Regions from separate parts of the Scylla paramamosain genome. Here region 2 is linked to region 1. A link is a contact called in public Hi-C data. All regions are on one chromosome and are shown on one strand. The core of a region is the stretch at or near the end of the contact, and the rest is flanking DNA. Distances in the headings are between cores, read along the strand shown. Region 1 holds the start of LOC135103419. Region 2 overlaps LOC135103419.

Region 1 (4,767 bases), core at 1,627-4,126:
CCCAGCTAGAGCTACAAGTGCATAGCTACTCCATTCATAGGACGCTTGCAAACTAAACCACCAAGGCCACACGCGCCACACAAGTCCTCGTGACCGAAGCCGAGAGTAGCACAGGGCACGCTGATGACCCTCCCACCAGCCACTCACGGCGAAACGGTGATGAAATTTGACTCGTTCCGCTGCGCTAGGATTCGTCCATTACTCCTGGAAGCAAATGCCACGAGCGGCCACAAAACTGTCTTGCGGTTCTCGCGATAAGAGGGAACATGAGAGAAAATCGAGGGAAGTGAGGAGGGAGGTACGAGTCACCTGATCGGACCACGCACGCACGCAAGCGCGCACGCACATACATACACACACACACACACACACACACACACACACATGGTGTACGTACACACCGGCACTTAACTATGCATGCCCAAAGCACCCGTAGGAGAAAAGCAACTCTCTCTCTCTCTCTCTCTCTCTCTCTCTCTCTCTCTTGCCGCGCCAAGCGAGGGCCCTCCATACCACCCTGCCTCGCCCCACCAGGGGAGGCGAGAGGCTGGAGGCTTCCCCACCCACCTCGTCATCGCGGCCCTGCCTCCCTCCCAAGGTTGTCTCTCCTGCACACACGGTTCGGGCTTTCTACTGACCGTTTTTTTTTGTTTTTTTTTCCCGAGAAGGTGAAGGGGCGAGGTGAGGCGCCGCCATTCTCCCTGTGCATATTCTCTTCCAGTTCGTTCCATTCAGCTCTACTGACTCACACTCGCCGTTATGAACGATCGAGTTAATGTGGCGTAAAGAATTAACAGGGTGATGATATTAACATCTCGCTTTTAAAGGCAGGAATACTTTGGTCGGCAACGCACGGTCAGTTTAATGCGTGTGTGTGTGTGTGTGTGTGTGTGTGTGTGTGTGTGATGAACACACGGGAGGAGGGAGAGGGGAGGGAAGGGGAGGGGAGACTGGAGGGAGGCTGAGTGACGCAAGCATTTGGCAGGTAATCGCAAGCAGCCAAGCAGGGCCGTCTGAGGCTCCCAAGGATGTCTGTCTGCACGCCGCTGTTTCCGTCTGAGGCGAGGCAAAGAGACAAGTGCGGAGCAAAGGGCGCGGCACAAGCATCCGTTACTCTACTCATGATATACATCTCTTTATATCACCTGCTGATAGAGTGCCGTGAAACAACCTTTTTTTTTTTCTTTTTTGTCCCGATAGCGCACACCTGCATGCGAACACAGTGACCTTGAAGATGCACATGGTGTAAAGCTAGCGAGAATGTGTCCAGCCTTGCAAAGTAACAACACTGTCCAAGGTGTTCTGTTGCCATGTACTATACATTAAGGGTGTATTATGTAAATCATTATCTTATTGTACAGCTACTTAACTTACATGTAAGAAAACACATTCTTTACAACTATTCATAAGACGCCTTCTGTCATGGCAACTCCTGTACTGAAACAAAGGGTGTGTGAGCAAGGTATTACGAAAGGCCACAGTACCTGTTTGCGCTTGTAGTTTGCACCGACAGGGTCAAACTTGCTCTTGAAACCTTTCAATTGTGCTTCGGCCTTTTCAAGGGGAAGCTGTTGGTCCTTGGCCAATAGAAGGTAGGTCCGCCACTGCTCTGCGTCAAATCCCCAGTGAATGGTCTGGTTCTCAAGGGACCTGTGGGCGTGGCAGACAAAGCGTGCCGGGGGCAGCAGGCCATGGCACTCCTCGCACTCAATGCAGGCGGCGTTGGGGTTGGTGTACAGATCGTCCCACACCAGCCCTTTGCACTTACCAAAGCAGGTGTGATACACACGCAGCTTTGGGTGATCCTGAGGCTTAGAAGGGTCAGAGACAGGGGCGCGGGTGGGATGGGCGTACAGCAAGGCTTGAGTAAGTCTCTGGGCGTCTGTGTTAGTGATGAGGCCGCAGGAAGGGGCGGAGTGGGGAAGGACGCCTGCTACCCTGAGGGCGTCCAGCTGAGCCTCGTTACAGCCATCCAAATATATACGCAGTTCCTCACACACAGCGTTGATCTGGCTCAGGGAAAAGTCTCGCAGGACAGTATTCAAGATTTGCGGCAAACACAGCCGCATTTCTCCGCCCACGTTAAAACACGTGATGGGCTCCCCATCAAGCAGGGTCTCCCGAACCCAACCTGCACCAGGAGAACCCTTGTCTGCCGCGGCCAGCACCGGCCAAGGTTGCGGCGGGAAGGGCGCCGGGGCTAAAAACACTCCGGGTTCCACCCACGACTCCTCCACTCCGGTGGTGGAGTCAGACGCACTGGTGGTGATGTTGGCAGAGTTGCAGGTGGTGGCAGTGTCGCTGGCAGAGTTACGGACGAGGCTGGCAGTGGTTGTGGTGGTGGTGGTGATATCTACAGAGGTGTCTTTACAGTCGGGCTGGGTGGGCTGTGGACCAACCGTGGGCGTGTGGTTGGTGGGCGGACTGGATGTTGGAAGCCGCCTACTTTCAATATCAACAATGCAACGACGAGGACCATTTTCGACCTTGCTCTTTTTATGGTCCACCTCGTAGAGGAGCGCCTTCTTGTAGCTTAACCCGCGGTACAACTCGTGTTTGGTGGTGGCGTCGAGCTGCTTGATGGAGGGGCGGTCATCGTCACAATCTGCCAGCTTTTTACTTACGCCCATCCTGCCCGTGTCGTTTAAGTAACAGTTAGGTCCCGGCCCATGGAGACTGGACATCGCACTATTTTGATAACTGCGCAACACACGCTTAAGGTGTGGACTGTTGTCCGGTGCCGCCATAAGGCCTAATCAATGCACACTGGGCACTACACGCACTAGCACATCACTGCACTCACAACTGAGGAGCGGCGGTACGTGCGCATCATCTCCCGTCAAAGGTTCTTCACTTACTACCGCGGCAACTCGACACTAGCGCGAGCCACTCTTCCCGCCACCGCTCAGCCGCCGTCCTCCACACTTGCCACACACCCCCCGCTACACCACTACACGCCCATTTCAGACGAATACCACATTTTATTTATGTACATTCTTTTGAATTACAGACAAACATTTCACCTCACATGTATGTATGTCAGTATTGTATGCATTTCATCTCGAGCACGGGCGTCATGAGTTCATGCAGGGAGCTGTACCTTGAGAAATTATCGACATCATAATACACGGTGATTTTATGAGGACAGGTTGATGTCATGCAAAATTAGATTATTAAGCATGATTTATGTGTTGCAGATGTTCAGTCAAGGTAAGGCAACTGAATGTACTGAATTAAGAAGCTAATGAACCACAGACGCATAAACACCACCTGGCAACATTCGCACTATGGCCAGCATGATGTTGGTTTTGTTTATCGCCTAAAACATTAAGTACTTAGAGCACACCAAATAGCAAGAAAGTATTGTGTGTTCAGTATCACACACACACACACACATACACACAGACGGGCCTCTCATGTACTGAGTCACGCGTCGCCTAGTGAGACTTCCCGTCAAAATAGCGCAGCATGACATACTGACTCCAGTGACCGCCTCCACATCCAGCCTCACTACGGCATGCACCCAACCCTGACTCTTTTCTTCTCTAGTCCCCAGCGTGTATTCCAGTAACAGTGATAGCGCTAATGGCAATAATCACTGCTAGGCAACAACCTTTCCCATTATGCTTATGAATGCTACGTGTGGTGTTATATTCATGGCCACGTTTCCTGCTGGCTGAGACTGAAATGAGGCCTAAAACTGACAGCACGTCTGTTATGTAATTATTAATAGCTAAGGAAATACTTCACACATTCCCAAACGGTCTCTTACTGCCAGTTTTGAGTACATTTGTCCCCTAGCCCTGAATTCGCTGGCACAGGCCTCACTTAACGTCCTACCCGGCCATGCATCTGTCGTTATTCCGATTCCTTACCCTATGATACTACTAGTACTGCTTCTACTTTTAACTACTATTAGTACTACTACTGCATCTTTTTTTTTTTTGTCATGGTGTCTTCATCCAGATTGTTGACCTTCCATATAATTTCTTTTCATGTGGCAGCGTACCTTAAAAAAAAAAAAAAATACTTGTTATTCATAACTATATTCCGAGTTTTTGCACATTGTGAGTAATGATTTAGCTACAATAAAGCCATCTAGTAATATCCAGGAGAGAGAGAGAGAGAGAGAGAGAGAGAGAGAGAGAGAGAGAGAGAGAGAGAGAGAGACTGCAACCATTTCAAGTCCCCAGCTAGATAAAGGCTTCTCCACTCTTACCTCTGAGCCATAGCACTGTGCCAATCTGTGCCAAGCTAGATTTTCAAGTTTCAGCTTCGTGTCTCAGTCTACAAGCTGCAACCTGTGAATAGAAGGAAGCCGAAGAGCTCATTGCTCTTTTAATATTTATATCCTGGAATTATCAAAACCTTTATGAGATGCTGGTGATTCATGTCTGTATAACGATGCAGTGTATTTATTGACTGGGTTATTGGTTTTTGTTTCATGTTATATGTAGCACCAAGAGTTTAGCATGCACATCATCTTGTGACAACTACAAATAGAGTGTTTGGGGGCAACGTGATGATCAGTGGTTGGTAGCTGCTGATTGTTATACACACCTATTTCCTTATTGAAGTGAGTATTGCTACTCCATCATTTGACAAGTCATCACCAAATAAAACTTATTATCACTTGAAATGCTGTATTAAAATGACAGAAGCTTTCTCTCCATTTACTGGCACACATAAGTAATAATGGTGTTACAGATACAACTCTTGTTTTATATCTCCATAATGTGAACATAAATTATTCAAGAATTTGACCAC
Region 2 (4,186 bases), core at 1,565-4,064, 150 kb before region 1:
AGTGCACACGTGGGACTGAGTCACTGAGTAAACACGGTGCAGTGGGCCGCGGGTAGCGCGAAGCAGTGCGCTCTGGTGGCGAGGGGACAAAGTATGCCTCGCGCGGGAATTTTAATCGATTTTATGAGTACACATTGATTTTTTTATTGATTTTTAGGCTCGGGGAAAAATGTGCCGGATACTTGAAGCTGCCGGATACTCGAATGCCGGATGAGAGGGATTTTACTGTATTCACTTGCACTGTAACACATGCAACTTCATAAAGGAGTACATACAAATTATAAACAGTACTCCATTATATGAGCATACAAACAGCTAAGAAAAGGCATAACATTATGAAACTGAGCCGTGAAATGGCTTACTATGATTGGCTAAGGAGCCCACAGAATCTGTGTCAGAATCTGTGGTGGAGAGCTCCAGCTCCGGGTGCCGCCCACTGGTGTCTGGACTGCACAGCTTCCTTGGGAGGTGGTGATGGTGGTGTGGATTGTGGTAGTGGTTGTTGGTCTGGGTGAGTTTGCTGACAACAGAATGTTGTGAGGAGGGCTGGGAGCATGGCAGTACTGTTGGGGAGTTCTCTCGTTTGATGCAGTCTTCAATCTGTGGAGCATGAACACAGCCATGAGCACTTCTGAGACTATGCACTACCTCTACAATGTGCTGGATCTAAGGAGATGGAAATGGTGCCCTCTCTCTCTCTCTCTCTCTCTCTCTCTCTCTCTCTCTCTCTCTCTCTCTCTCTCTCTCTCTCTCTTTCATTGCAGAACAATGTAACAGTGGTGTTAAAAATAATGCAATAAAATCAGTAGGACTAACATTTGTTATAAAACAAAAAAAAAAGTTACTCACCGCATACATTTGGTGCTTAATAGGGACGTCATGGCAGTGATCTGAGTGAGGCAGTGAGTTGCGGAGGGTTTTGTCCCTAACCTTGGGAGGAGCGAGAGCAACATTAGGCTGGTAATGGCGCTCGAACTTTTGGGAGTCGGACAGCGGCACCACGCGTCCGGGATCAGCAAGGACGGGCGGCCCCTGACTCAGGTATGCAGGTAACGGCGCTGGCACACTGTGTGGGCAACGTTTTAACTGGTAAGTACATGATTTTAACGTCAAATGAATGGTTCTAGTGGTTCTCAAGTGCTCTGTAATGATTACAGACCGCAATGAAATGACCGCAATGAAATGAGAGACTTACCTGTCCCTGACAAAGGCCGGGGGCGGCGGGGGCAGCGGTTTGCCGTCACGCGTGACGAGTGGGGCGGCCGTCCAAGGAGGAACCATGGGGGCGCACCGCCACATGTAGGAAAGCATCGGATCATATGTGGTGTAGGGGGTCGGCGCCTCTTCCGCTCGAACCTTCTTCGGGAGCTCCTCCTTAGTCTCCACGCGATCCTGCAACACAACAAATTCGATATAGAAGACAATGAAAGACAATTTTGAGGTGCATCTTATAACAGCGAATAAATGTCTTCGCTTCACTTAATATTATAGAGAAAGGCAGTCCTTCATAAACACCAAGAAATGCAATGTCAGTTGTTACAAGCGTTTCATTTCAGGCATTCACACTCACAATCTGAATTGTTTGTAATGATCTCTTGAAAGTCGTTTAGAGGTCACTTTTCACATGCACTTGTATCGTGATGCAAGAGCACGAGCCTCTGCATTAAGAAATACCAGGTGGCCACTACACTGTTCCCTGTTAAGTGAATCACCAGAGAAAGCCTTTTTAAAGGTGCTTGGGTTTCGGCACCCAGAACAAATATACTTCTGAAACTAGTCTTATGTTTCTATCACAACATTCATTAGCCTTGAGGGTTTGCCACGAGGGCGGCGCACGGCGCAGTGTCCCTTGTCAGTGTGAGGCGTGCCTGCGGGCACCTAGCTAGGTGACTCCACCCATACAGGGTACACTTTGATGTAACCAGTTAAGGAGGAATAAAACGCTCTCCTGGAACCTTGACTTTACAATAACCTTGAGGATATCTCAACCTTGACAATGACTTTGGCTCCTGTTACCCTAAGGTGACGCGGGAAAGCAACACGCTCCCCTCCTGAGGATCTCCTGTCACGCACATTTTTTTTTCCAGCCTTGTAGTCAATGCAGTGGCCTAAATCTGGACAACAAAGGCAATGTTGTAGTAACGTGGAGTATATTTCCCCTGAGCTAAAACCTTTCCAGTACAATAAGACTATTTGTTTAAGATGTTGATGCCGAGCCGGTCCGATGCCATAACGGCAGCGCTATTGACACTCGGGCGAGGGATGCGCGGTGGTTCCCTTGAGCCAGCTGGCGAGTATGACGAGACTGTGAGGCGACGCACTGGTATCCGTGACGTCACTACCCAGCTGCGGACACACCCAGGAAAAGGTCACCCTGGACGTCTGGCTGCCGCCGTCCCCTACTCCAGACAGCCACACTCAACACGCCAAGCACAATGTAATCTATATTATTATTGGCATTACGACGGGCACATATTTTTGTTTCGGACGTCAGGGGTACGGCTGTGAAACCATACATGTTTCCCCAAAGAGAGAGAGAGAGAGAGAGAGAGAGAGAGAGAGAGAGAGAGAGAGAGAGAGAGAGAGAGAGAGACGCTTCGAGGAGAGGGGGGGGGGGTAAGGCGAGGCAGCTGGCATCTATCCGCAGCAGACGATACCATCTCTCTGCTTATCTGCTCCTTACTTTTCTATACTTTTCTATGGTCCTCTCCAGGTTAGTGAGGAAGGGCGGAAAGAGTTACTTCACCTTCCCTATTACCTTCCATGTCTGCCCTGTTCCACTCTTCTTCCGGCAGTGGTGCCCCTCCCCCCTCCAACCCTTGCTCCACGTGTCTAGCAACTGCGTAGAAACTGCCTCAGTCAGAATCACGGGTCTCGAGTTAGCAAGACGGGGTTTGCTATTTTCGTACTTAATTTCCAAGAGAGAATGCTAAAAGTATTAGTCTCCACCCCTCCGGTGATATAATACGAGCAGACCAACCCGGTGCAGAAGGAAACGCGGCGGCCTTGTGATGTATTCCCACGTGGTCCCGGCACCGATCAGGGAATCGGACGCGGACAACACCGGCGCCACGCAGGACGGGCTGTCGTCTGCACGTCACGATCCCCGCGCTCCACCACACTGACGACCACGACTTTCATACAGAAAATATAAAAAGAAAGGAAGGAAAATAACCAATAAGATAACATTCCTAGGGAGCAAGTGTGCGGGTAGATGCATATTATTGTCTGCGGAAGAGGGGAGGCGGGAGGGAGGGGGGAGCGGGGCTGCGGGCCGGCGTGGGGCAGCCCTTGATGGCGTCGCGGGTCACCGGGTACAGCAGCAACCATGCGACAGCCGCTGTTCCGTGTTAAATACTTCCTTCAGTCATTCTGTACACCGCCACATGACTCACGATGCCCTGTTTATCACACCCTGCCATGTCAGCTGCTTGAAGAACTAATATCCAGCCTCTCACGGATTTATCACGTCCTGGCGCCCATTACATAACCCAAGCTGGGCGGCGGCGGCAGGACAGCAGCCACCCGTCGCGTCAGTGCCGTAGGTTAACCACATCGGCTTCTGGTGATCATGATAGCGGTGACAGCGAACACACCTGACCTCTGCCCTGCTTTGGTGCGCGGGCGGTAAAGAAGAGGTGAACATCGACTGCGGACGTCTGCTATCAGCTTTAATATGACACATTTCCAGCAGGCAGCCATCCCTCATCCCTACCGCAGCTGTCGCTATAACTGAGATTTGATCAATTGCTTTCACCTCGCGCCGTTATTCCCTTCATGAGAATTTCTGCCACAAGGAAAGTCAATGGCAGCAGACGCCGAGGATATGCTGGAGGTCTGGAGGGAAAGTCGCCACCGCCACTACAGCCACCACGAGGGCACCCCTCCCTCCGTGATCATCAACTGGGTGGTGGCACATGCATAACGTAATGCTCTTACCTTTCACATGAGAGGACTCACTTATCCTTTTCTCATGAAGTGGCTTATCTCTCAGTGCACCGAATAAACACGCAACGTTTGCAATAGTCACCCGTTTTTATCCTTTTAACAAATGTGATGCGACAAACTACTCAAATAAATATACGCACCAAACCTTGGACCACGCAAGGGCCAGCCAAGTGGTCAAGGAAAGGATCTTGACCCGCCCATATCTAGCTTTAGCTTTCACTGAGCAGCGTCACGATAA

What was found. A called contact is a pair of places that touch in the nucleus more often than the background predicts.
Region 2: a contact with region 1 is called in a Hi-C map of testis, with 5 times the contacts expected there. The contact joins the enhancer-like site here to the promoter of LOC135103419 in region 1. A contact is called at or near these places in 2 of 2 Hi-C or Micro-C datasets (muscle and testis).

What each region holds. Positions count from the first base shown.
Region 1 is chr9:4,104,535-4,109,301 of ASM3559412v1, reverse strand. LOC135103419 reads right to left here and starts at 2,876. Exons shown (of 7, transcript XM_064009622.1): 1 at 1,485-2,876. The coding sequence starts at 2,747.
Region 2 is chr9:4,255,564-4,259,749 of ASM3559412v1, reverse strand. It overlaps LOC135103419, which reads right to left. Exons shown (of 7, transcript XM_064009622.1): 3 at 1,196-1,392; 4 at 850-1,066; 5 at 363-600. Among protein-coding and RNA genes, the nearest start is that of LOC135103420, 9.6 kb to the left of the region's middle. Within about 2 kb of position 2,814, the one cell type or tissue checked has an H3K27ac peak away from gene starts, as active enhancers do.